2 separate regions of the Anas platyrhynchos genome follow, and region 2 is linked to region 1. A link is a contact called in public Hi-C data. All regions are on one chromosome and are shown on one strand. Each heading gives the region's core, a stretch centred on a gene start, on an enhancer-like site or on the middle of the called end of the contact. The rest is flanking DNA. Distances are from core to core; before and after follow the strand shown.

What was found. A called contact is a pair of places that touch in the nucleus more often than the background predicts.
Region 2: a contact with region 1 is called in a Hi-C map of skeletal muscle, with 1.9 times the contacts expected there. The contact joins the promoter of RPN2 here to the enhancer-like site in region 1. A contact is called at or near these places in 2 of 8 Hi-C or Micro-C datasets (skeletal muscle and subcutaneous adipose tissue).

What each region holds. Positions count from the first base shown.
Region 1 is chr21:8,517,230-8,523,047 of IASCAAS_PekinDuck_T2T, forward strand. LPIN3 (lipin 3) reads left to right here. Exons shown (of 20, transcript XM_072026582.1): 17 at 1-30; 18 at 335-446; 19 at 530-633; 20 at 786-1,360. The coding sequence ends at 930. EMILIN3 (elastin microfibril interfacer 3) reads right to left here. Exons shown (of 4, transcript XM_038166403.2): 4 at 2,566-5,818. The coding sequence ends at 4,028. Among named protein-coding and RNA genes, the nearest start is that of EMILIN3, 7.2 kb to the right of the region's middle. Within about 2 kb of position 2,537, at least 4 of the 8 cell types and tissues checked have an H3K27ac peak or open chromatin away from gene starts, as enhancers often do.
Region 2 is chr21:8,578,295-8,584,112 of IASCAAS_PekinDuck_T2T, forward strand. RPN2 (ribophorin II) reads left to right here and starts at 3,418. Exons shown (of 17, transcript XM_027442980.3): 1 at 3,418-3,656; 2 at 4,513-4,608. The coding sequence starts at 3,450.

The sequences.
Region 1 (5,818 bases), core at 1,287-3,786:
CCCCAGCAGCCTCTTCTCTGCTTTCCACAGGTACCTGTTCTCTCTTTCCTTGTGCTGCACCCCTGGGGGTGGCATTCCCCCCCCATACACCCATCTCAACCCTGGGTGCTGCTGCAGCCTTCAAGTGCCCTCCTTGGTGTAGGGTGCTGCTCATGGGAGGCAGCAGGGGAGCTGCCTGTCCTCCTGGAGCTTTGTGGTGAGGCTCTCGCAATGCACAGAAACCCTTCTGCTTTTCCAGTCCCTTCTTTGAGCCCCCAAAGGGCCTGGCTGCACGCAGTCCTGCCCTGCGGGTGCTGCTCTGACCTCTCCTCTGTGCACATGCCTTGTGCTCCAGGGAGGTGATCGAGAAGAAGCCGGAGGTGTTCAAGATTGCCTGCCTGACAGACATCCAAAACCTGTTTGCCACGAAGCTGCCCTTCTACGCGGCCTTTGGGAACAGAGCCACTGTGAGTGGGGGTCTGGGGACTGGGGCTGGGCTGGTGGTGGCTCCTTTCTGCCACTCTCACACCTTGCTGTCCCCCCTCGGCAGGATGTGTACGCGTACAGGCACGTGGGCCTGCCCGAGAGCCGCATATTTATGGTCAACCCGAAGGGAGAGCTGGTCCAGGGGCTCGTGCAGAACCACAAGTCAACGTAAGGGGCCTGCTTGTTCCCCTCTCCTCTGGGCCCCACCCTGTGGGAGCTGTTTCCTTCCCTACCCCCCTGGTTTAGAGCAGGAGCAGTCTTCATAAGACTGCTTCAAGCCCTGCTGTTTTGCCCGTTATTGCCGTTATTTGCCCCTGTAGGTACGAGCGGCTGTCGGAGGTGGTGGAGCTGATCTTCCCTCCCCTGGGGCAGAGGGGGAGTATCGCTCTGGTGTGCCCTGAGTACAGCCACTTCGCCTACTGGAGGCCTCCCCTGCCTGCTGTGGACTTGGAGGCCTTCTCCTGACCTCTCACCTGTGAGTCCCGGACCAGGACTGGATGTTACAGACGTCTCTGTGGTTGCTGCAAAGGACTCTTACTGCTAATAGGAGTCTGAAACCTGCTACTAACAGGTCATGGTGTGCACTAGGAGCACCCCTTCTCAGGGTGCAGAAAGGATGGGACAAAGGGCACTTTGACCACCAGAAACTCCATTTACTGAACTGGACTTCCTACAGAGCCTGTCTTAATGCTCGTTATCTCTAAAACCTGTCTCTTAAAGGTGGAACTGGGTCACTTATTGATGAGCCTCTGGCACAACTACTGCTACCTGCAGCTTGGTAGCCCGTGTAGTGAAGCTGTTGCGTGGCTTAACTTGTAAAGGTGGATGGAAGCTGGCATGTTTGAGTGCTTTTTCACTAATAGCAATAACTAATAAATTATTTCCATAAACTCCAGGCTGTCTCTTGATCACTGTAGCCTTATGCATAGGAGTGGGAGCCAGACTTGGTGTCTCTTCATGATCCTGGCTGGAATTATCCTGTGGGAGGGCCTCCATGAACTTCAGCCGTGCTCCTGCCTGCCTTGGGCTCCTGTCTCTGCTCTGGCATCTAGCTTCTTCTCTGCCTGCTCTGTGCAAGTGTAAATCACTTCCTGCTAGGCTGCCTGCCCTCTCTTCCTCTCTAAATAGCCTCAGTGTTTGAACTTAACAGAATCCTGGTGTTATACTTCTTTCCCTGAAGCCACAGAAGTCATTTTGATACTGGAAACCTCAGCGAGAACTTTATTTTTTTCTCTTCCAGTACAAACAGTCTTTCAGCTTTTAAATCTGAACAAATGTACAAGTTTTTTTTTAAAAAAACAGCCTCTTACCAGCAGCAGTTACCAACTGCCTCGGAAAGCTGCCCAGGGCAAGAGCGAGCACGTGGGCAGTATCTCCTTCCCTCTCTGCAAGCAAAGTAAAAAAAAAAATGCCCTATTTTATACAAAGTTCCTTTTGCTTTTAAACAGGGATAGCTGAGAACTGAAATAAAAGTTGTATCTTCAAGTGACTAATCAGGAATAGTCCAAACATAGCACCATGTTCTGGAAGGTCAGACTTCTTCCTTGTCCTAGTTCTGTTATCACCAGTCCTGGCTCCCTCTGTGCTCCTCTTCAGCTGCTTTTTAACCAAACCCTGACTGCCCAGCTCCCCTGGAAGGAGGTGAGCCTGGGGCTGGGTTCAGTTTTCTCTTTGGTTGCTACAGCCCTTTTTTTGTCCCTGGTGTGTGAGGAGGAGGAGGAAGAGGGCTTGGGCAGGATGTGCTGGTATGGTGAGGGTTCCCCTGCACCATCACAAAGGGCTGGCTTGAGGTCCCTCCCCTGTGCCGGGGGAAGGAATCAGTCTCCTGTTTAAGAGCAGGTTTTTGGGGATGCCCAAAAGCAGCTGGAGGTTGCTCCTCAGCTGGAGAAGTGGTTCACCAGCTTCAGTATGGTCCTGATCAGCCCAGGCCTGGGCATGGTGCTCACTGCTCCCATGGCACCTCCTGGCACGGGGTGGGCACTGGTGTGGAAATGCCCATCAGCTGCAGTGCTGGGCTGGTAGAAAAACATATCCCTCTGCTATAACAGTGCCAGAACTGGCCAGGAGGAGGCTCTTTAATTTCCTCTTCATCCTTTCTCATAACAAAGCCCCTGATGGCTGAGCAGGGGAGGCTGTCCATGCTGGTCTCCCTGGGAAAGGCAGATTTTGGTGAGACAGCCACGCAGTACGGGCACCTGATTCATGGGACAAGGCTGGCACTGCTCAGGAACACAGCAACATTCTCCAGTCTTTGTGGGAAGCCAGAGCGAAGCTGGGTAAGTTGCTTTGGTTTTTCGTACCGCCTCCAGCCCTGCTCAGAGCCTGGAGCACAGCTCAACCTTTCCCCAGGGCTGAGCTCAGGAGAGGACGTCTCAAGATGCCCTGCTGGGAGCTTGATGGTGGCACGGGTTCCTGGATCCTCAGCATTCTTGGGACTCAGAGGACTGCAAAGAGGAAGCAGGATCCTGGATGGGGAAACCCAGGCAGAGCAGGTGAGGCCTCATGCTCACATCCTGGAGCAGCTGCACCTCGCCTGCCCAGGGATGAGATGGGGGAAACCACGTTCACAGTTTAAGCAGTAAAACAGGAGAGAACCAGAGCTGGAAGGCAGGAGACTGCTCCGAGCCTGGCTTTGTCTCTTCTGAGACCTACACGCACACACGTCTTTGGGAAAGACACAAGTTTTCCATAACCCTTCACATCAGTCCCAGGTGTAACCAGAAAGCAAAGTAAACAAAGCGGAGGGGGACTGCAAACCACAGCAGCCCCCAGGGACCGCCTGGGTTCGTGCAAATGCTGCTGGGACAGTTGATGGCTGCTCCGTGTGGTTCCTCAAAGTACAGCGAGGGAAAGGGGGCAGCAAGAGCAAGCTCTGCACTCAGCTGAGCACTGGGACAGGGGATTGCTCAGAGCTACAGACACACGTACCATATCCACATGTGTTTTCCTAATGCATCTCCTCACGTGCTCTGGAAGGCATGTGCGTTTGCGTGAAGAAGGGAGCAGGATAAATGGATTTACCTTATGCAAGGAGGGCTGCCATCTCGAAGAGGGGAGTGCAGCTCCCCAGGGGCTGTGTGAGTACGTGTTTTCTTTGAAATCCACAGTTCCTGTGGTGAGTTTTGTTCCCTGCAAGGAGCCCTGGCTCTGTTCAGTCCCTGGATTAAGATGCAGGTGGTCTTTAGGTCAGAGTAGCTCTATTCCTCAACTGACAACTACAGGGTTTTATTCTTCAAGAAGCGACAAATCCACAAAAATAAAATTTAAAAAACGTCCCCGCCTCCAGCTTCCTCCTGAATCGTCCTTCTGGGGTCATCAGCCCCAGAGCCAAAGCAACACCCCCGGCCCCGAAGGCAGCTCCCTGCTCCAGCAGGGCTGGCACAGCTGCGAGCTGCGGAGGCGAGCGCACAAAAAAAAATAAAGGAGGAGGAGGAGGGTGGCGAAGAAGGGTTCGTAGCAGCTTTTAATTTATCTTTTCATTAAAAAAATATCCGAAGGCCTGTTGTCACCTTGGAGTCCGTGTGATATAAGTTAATGGAGCAAGGAGCACGTTTCGGCACAGCTAATGCTGCTCCCTCTCCGCCTGCTCTTCCAGGTGGCCGACCTGCTCCGCCAGCTCCGAGACCTTGGCTTGGCAGTCGAGCAGGTTGTCCTTCAGTCCTGTTATTTCCTGAGAGTGGGCAGCCAGGGTCCCGTTCATACGGTCCATGTAGTCCCACAGGCTGCCCGTGTGTTTCTCCAGTCCGTCCCTGATTCCGTCCAGGCTCCCCGTGACGGCGCCCAGCCTGCCGCAGACCCTCTCCACCCGCGCCACCCGCTCGTCAAAGTGTGCCACCTCCTGCTGCAGGTCCTGGGCCACGCTCCTGCAGGAGCTCAGGTCGCTGACGATCCGGGCTTTGAGTCGCTCCAGGTCTCCCTTGAGGTTCAGGACTCGGCGGTTGCTGAAGAAGAGCTGCGAGCCTTGGTCGTTGACTTTCTCTTGGATGGAGTGAACCTCGTCCTCGATCTTGCGCTCGTGCTCGTCCAGCGAGGAGTTGATGTGCGTCATGGTGTCTGAGTACTGTGAGACGGAGTCCTTGAGCCCCGTCAGGGACTTGCTGACGGTGTTCAGGTTGATCTTCAGCAAGGTGATCTCTCCTTGCAGAGCCCCCGCCGCCTCCTCCTCGATTCGCCGCTGGATCTCCAGGATGGTGGCGTTCAGCTTGCGCAGGAGGTCGTAGTTGCTGTCCATCCGGAGGAGCAGGTCCTGGTTCCTGTTCTGGCAGTCCTCGATCTCCGTCCGGAAGGTCTCCACGTCTCTGGAGGCAGAGGTGCAGCCCGAGGAACAGGTGCTCTCCAGCGTGACGAGGCGGCTCTGCAGCACCTCCAGCTTCTCGTCCGTGCGCTTCTTCATGCCAGCGAGCTCCCCCTCCAGCACGGGCACCACTGCTCCATCCATGCCCACGGGAGCACTGACATTGTTCAGCTCCCCCACGATGGTCATGAACCTGTCCTCCAGGGTCTGCATTTTGTCCTCAAAGGCAGTCCTCATGCCATCCACCTCTGCCACCACTGTGCCTCTCATGCTGTCCTCTATGCTGGAGCAACAGCTCCCTGTTTCCCTCTCTGTGGCGTTAAGTCTGGCTTCCAGGTCCTCAAAGCGCCCTTCAAAGAGGTTCCCCAGGGTGACGGTGGAGATTTCTCCATCCATCCGTGAGTGCAGGTTCTTCTGGGACTCCGAGATGCTGTGGAGGCCCTTCTCCAGGATGTTCATGCGATCGGTGAGGTAGTCGAGGTTGCTGCAGCAGCTCTCCACCACCGTCAGCCCTTGGATCTGGGTCTCCAGCTGGGAGATCTCCTTCTTGATCTCCAGCTCCTTCCCGTCCAGCGTCTGCTGCAGCCGCAGGTTGGCGGCTTTCTCCTCCTCGCACTGCTGCCGCACCTCTTGGATCCGGAAATCACACGTGGTCTGGATCTTGCCCAGCTTCTTCTCGAAGCCGTCGAGCAGCTCTCCGCGCAGGGTGCTCAGCCGCGTGTCCACGTACTCCTCCAGCAGGTCGATGGAGGTGAGGGGCGAGGGCCGGGCCGACTCCAGCAGGTGCTTGATCTGCCCGTCGTGGTCCAGGACCATGCCGCGAACCTCGTGGAGTAAATCCGCCTTGGATTTCAGCACGTCGCTCACCTCCGTCACCTTGGTCAGGATCTCCCCCACCGGAGGGAACGCGGCGACGTCGGCTTTGTCCGCCGCGTCCACCAGGCCGTCGGGGATGATGCCGAAGCCCACCGTGGAGTCGGGCGTGCCCGGGCTGTTCATCAGAGAGCCGATCATCTTGGTGGTGTCCTCCTGGATGGCCAGGCGCAGGCGGTCCCCCAG
Region 2 (5,818 bases), core at 2,168-4,667, 62 kb after region 1:
GGAAAGCAGGAGGTAGGTGCAGATGGAAAGGTGCCTGAGGGTGCCTGCAGTGGGATGCACATCCTCTCCGTCCCTCCAGGCCCCACTCAATTATATTTTCCTGCCAGCTCCTTCTGGTGGGTTTTTACCCACGGTGGGATCTGAAAAGCTGCCAGGAAAATGTCTGGTCTTGGTATGCCAGACAGGAACAGGAGCTGTGAAAAGCCGCGGGGGCGAGCCAACGGTGTTCAACCTGTCTGCGCATCCCTTTCATGTCTGGAGGCGAGCGGGGAACGCCAGGACCCCTGCTGCCCTGCAGCCTGCACCAAGCAGGAGCTGCCTTTTATTTGGGAGCAGGAAAAAAGGGAAGAGCCAAAGGGGAAAGAAATGAGGACGCGGTGCCAGCCCCTGCCCGCTGGCAGCATGCGACAGAGCAGGGGGCAGGGAGCTGTGCTGCCCTGGGGGTGTCCCCGCTGGGTGCCCCCCACCCCCAGCTCTGTGATGCCTCCCCCAGCCCATTTCCCTGCTCGCTGCAGGGGGATCTGGCGGAGCAGCACGGCTCTGACATCATCCCAAGGAAAAGGGAGAGCTCCGACGTGTGACGGGAGCGGTGCAAACGCAACCCAGCTGGTGCAGCCGCCGCATGGCACCCGTCCCGTGCCCAGCTCCCCCGCTGTCCCCACGGGGGTGACCCACGCTGCTGCTCGTGGTGGGGGCAGGACCCGGCACATCACTGCTGCTGGGGGGGTGCTGGAGGTGCTGCCACTGGAGGGACTGGATAACTGGGAGAGCCCCCGCAGTGGTGGGACACGCAGGGGTGATGCCCAAGAAGAAAGGTTGGGTTCTGGTGCAGGCACCAACAGCTCTGCAGAAAATGCATATAAAGAATTCAATGAGATTTTAAAAGGCCTCCCAGCTGGGATTCATCAGGGAGAGCTTTCCAGGAGTATGAATAAGGCAAGCAGAGCCCAGCCAGCACCGCAATACCTTCGTGCCAGCCGGGGCGAGGTGAGCTCCTGGGAAAGCAGCTTGAGCAGCACGGGCTCCCCGAGGGGCTGCGCCAGGAGGGGTCCCTGCACTGCTGGGGCCAGGGGCTGACGGTGCAGGGAAGGGCTGTCCCGAAAAGCCGTTTGCATGCAGCCTGGGAACATGCTTTAGCCCCAGAAGCACAGCACAGGCTCAGGGGCTGCTTGGCAGCGGGTTCGGAGGGACCACGGCAGCAGCAGGGAGTGGGCTGGGGGAGCGGGGAGTGCTCCTTCCCAGGCTGGTGATATTGACCCTAAAAAGGGAATTGTTGGAGTCTTTACCAAAGAAGGCAGGGTGGCTGCGGGGCAGAGCGGCATGGAGGAGTGCTGCACCGTAGCCTGCAGGTCTGGGGGCTCGCTGCTGTGCTTGTTGCAGGCTCCTCTTGAAGGCCCGGGGGTCAGATCCATCCCAGCACTGCTGCCTCAGGGCCATGGCAGGGACTGAGCTGCCCAGGTCCTGTGAATCCTCATGCAGCAGGTGTGGGGAGGCAGCTGGGGCATGAGGCTCACGGTCCTTTCCGTAAATTCCCCCCATAAATTCACCCCGTACCTTCCCTGCTTGCACCTGCACGTGTTTAAGCGAGGATCCCACAGGGGGAGAAGCAGAAGCCATCCCACCAGCTTGTCCCAGGGCCCTCCTCCATCCTCCATCCTCCCTGCTCCATCCTCCCTTGTTTACCCACAGCTCTCCATTACCCACCCTCTGTCCTCCATCTTCATCCCCCACCCTGCATCCTCTGAGCTCTTCTGCCCTCCACCCCCTCTCCTCCCTCCCCCAAACCACGTCGCCCCCAGCAGAGCTGCAGAGGAGGCTCCGTGCGGGGCCACGCTCAGCCCCTTGCCCACCCAAGCCCCAGGAGGGGATCCTGGCAGCGCCAAACGTTCAGGTTTGTTCCACACCTCCCCATTTCTCCGCCTGCGTCACCATCAGAAAAGCACAACTGTGGAACCCCCTCCCCGGGCACTGGCCAGTATGGACCAGGCTGGTCCCAGTAAGGATCTGCCTGGGGCGAGGGCTCGCGACTGGTTTTGTAACGGGGGATTGCAGCTCTTGAAGGGACACGGGTCAGATGCTGTTAGAACTCAGTAAATGTGGTTTTAACAACCATCTGGCACTTCTTTTATATGCAATAACCATCCCATTACATCGAAATCAAATCCACATTTAAGGCGCTTAATTGCACCAGTGGCCTTTAGCTCCTCTCCCATCCCATAAAATATTTCCCCTTCCAGCAGCCACAGCAGAGGAGCTCAGCTGCGGGTCTCCAGCCTCCCCTTCAGGCCGGGCAGGTGCACAGGGGGGTTTCGGCCCCCTGGGGATTTCAACCCCTGGGTTTTCAGCCCCCACGGGGATTTTGTGAGCATCCGATGTGGACTCGAGCCCACATTGGGCTTGACCAGGAGACAAACGCCATTTCTTGGGGAATTTTAAGTCCTTCTGCTTGGCTTCGCCCCGATCCTGGACAAAACCTGCCCAGGAAGGGCAGCGGGATGGGGAGCGGCACCGCAGCTGGCCGAAACGTGTCGCTTGTCGAGTGCAAGCTGTGAGGTGACGCAAACCCAGGGTTTTGTGCAGAACACAAGGCCTTTCTGGGCCAAAATATCGAAGAATCAGACACCGCGAGGCAGCACGGTTCTCCTTATATCTCTCCCCGTGAAGCTGTGGAGGCACCACGGGGCGTTATGGGGTGCTTGGGAGGGACCCCACCCCCAGGGGACCCCACCCCCAGGGACCCCCCTGCGGTGCCCGGGGGCTCCCGGGGGGCTCCCAGCACGACCCCCCAGTGCCCTCTGCAGGAGGCGGCCCAGCCCCGGCCCCAAATCCCGGGCCCAGCAGGAGGGCAGCCCGGCCCCGGCCTCAGCACCCCTCCGGGCAGCCCGCCTGGGGGATTTGCTCCTCGCCTCTGACCCAAATCTCCCCTTTTTTAGCTTAAAATACCCCCCCCCCCCCCCATCCTGTCATCGTGTGGTTGGGAAAAGGGGCACTTCGTCTTTTTTTTTTTTTTACAAGCCCCTCCTTATAAAGGCAGGGCCTCGGGTGGCACGGCGCGACGCGGCATGTCGCGACATATCACGACATGTCGTGTGGCTTTGCCGCCGCGTCCCCTTTAAGGCGCCGTGGCGGTGCAGGGGCCGCGGGCGGCTCGGCCAATCAGCGGGGCCCACATCCCCGCCGGCCGCCAGGCGGCCCGTACCACTGCGCTCCGCAGGGGGGGGCACCTCTGCCTATACCATTTCCTCCCCTCCCCCTCTCCGCCTCCCACCCCCCACCCACCCCGGCCGTCTCCGCTCCCTTTTCCACCCCCACAGCGTCCCCGTTCGCTCTCTCTGATGCAGGCAGAGCTCCGCGGCAGCAATCCCCATCCTCCCTCCCCCCCCGCGATCAGCATGGGTGGTACGCTCCGAGCCGGAAGCGGCGCGGCGGCGCCGGAGGAGGGCCACAAGATGGCGGCGCCGTGCGGGGCGCGGGCCCTGCTGCTGCTGCTGCTGCTGCTCGGCGCCGCCCGCGGCCTGGCCCCCAGCCACCGCCTCACGGCCCGAGACCTGGCCCGGCTGCGCGCCGCGCTGGAGCGGCCCTTCGGCGATGTGCGGGCCGCCTACCACACCGTGGTGGGGCTGAGCAGCCTGGGGCTGCGGCTGGAGGACGAGAAGGTGAGCGGGGGGCGGGGGCCGGGGGGCGAGGCACGAAGCGCGGCGGGGCAAGGAGGGGGCGCCTCGGGGCTGTGGGGACGTGGGGAGGCTGCTGCCGGGCAGCGCTGCCCTGCCCTGCCCTGCCCTGCCCTGCCCTGCCTGAGCTGAGGCTGGTTAAAAGGTAGAGGTAATAAAAAATAACAGCTAGGCATAACAATTGAACGTATATCGTTAGTTTAAAGCATTAAAAGTTTGGTTTAAAGCATTAAAATCCTGTCTTACTTGAAAGGCCTGTTCTTCCCATGCGCAAAGACCAGTGATTTATGTACCAGCAGTTAAATTCTTGGTTATTTTCTGGTCAGAAGGACATGTGGATGATGCACGTATCATATAGGCAGTCAGTAGTACGCTGGCTACTTGTCAGTGAGTAATCTCATCACTCACCTTCATAGTTTAGCTGCTTACCTGGCTTATCTTACACTTTGATATTCTGCATCCATAAATGTGTGTGTGTGTTTGTGACGTACAGCTGGGAAGCAAGATTCTTGTCTCTGGAAGATTTTGCCTACGAAATATACACGTGGGCCTTGGATGTTGATGAATGTCATACTCAAATTTGAGCTGGTTGCAGTAGAGTCAGTGTGAGAATCACTGATCGCTTTGAACAGGAACCGTCTTTGTTACTGTGCACCATTTAGTAATGTAGGGTCTGGGGCTGTAGGTTCTGCTACATCATAATATTATTTGGATTTCTTTTGCCTTTTTAAATATATGCTGATGTGCGTTTTTATACTGAAATTGTCTTAGAGTATCATTTAAATCAAGTCAATCATTAAAGTCAAGGTTGTTGCATAATTTAGCTTCTCTTTCCTTGCAGGCTGCATGTAATTTCATCAAATCTCACGTAGACTCCAGCAGCGTCGACTCCCTGTTCTATGCTGCACAATCCATCCGCGTCCTGTCTGGTTGCGAGGTGAGTTTGGGGCCCTAACCTCTGAAGACAGATGCTGCGAAGTCAACATTTACCTTGATACATGTATAAGCATAATTTCTATTTTACTTTCTCTTAGTACGTGGTATTCTGTTGTGTCTTAGGTAAATAGCTTACAAAGCGTCTGGGCGTACTCCCAGACAAGGCAAAGTGAACAGGTATAAAGCAAGTATTTTCTTCACCACAACTCTGAGTACCTGATCCAATACTGGCTCCTCAGCCACCTTCTGATTATTTTTTTTTTTGAAGAGTAGAAACTTCCAGTTCTCTTCTTTGTTAACTTTCTGGTTTGAACAGCATCTCATCAGTAAATGACAGGTCTAGGCACAGTTGTAAAAAGCCTTTTTTGTTACATCTAATAATGTCTAAAAATTGTTTAAAACCATGCTACTGTGCTGCATCTTAGACACGTGATATCCCCTCTCTGTCCTGAACGATGTGGGGATCTAGCAGAGTTTTCTTGTACATACCTGATACCAAATGATTGAAATAGAACAAGTAAATACCCTCTTAAAATGATCCTCTGCTATATTTCACACACGGTATCCAGCAGCTTATCGTTTCCTACCCCAGCTGTTTCCCCTTTACCCACCAAGTTCAGTTATCTTCTGTCCTTCTCCGTGATGGTGCTGGCTCTTTCAGCCTACGCACAACAAATAAATTCTCTGAACAGTCACGTATTTTCCTTCAAACAAGTAGATCTTCACAGAGCTGATTGTCAGAAGACCCGTGGTTGTGAAGGTAGTCTCCTTCCACTCCCTTCCTTCCCCATGTACCCCTCATGTTCAGTCACGATGTGAATGCAGAGCATTGTGTGGGGCAGAGCCAGCCTGTAGGTATGGGAGATGACAGAGGTTTGGATGTTTCGGTGCTTTCTTGATTGAAACATCAGTGGCTAAGAAAAAATGGAGCCAGTGCGTTTTAATAAATCCACAAAGCAGCATCAATCATGCATTCTCTGGACAGACAGCACACCGTGTGGTTGAAAGCCCGGCAGTGAACACTGCAACAATGCACGTACAGTCCATGCTTGCTAAGTTGTGGGTATCAGATGAAAAGCAGGTAGTATTACTAGCAGGCTTCCAGGATAAATCTGAATTGTGGATTATCCTGACTATCTGAGAGTTGACAGCAAATCTTAGGGACTTAATTGAACTGAAAGGTAATGAATGATAAATGCTTTTTCCCAGCT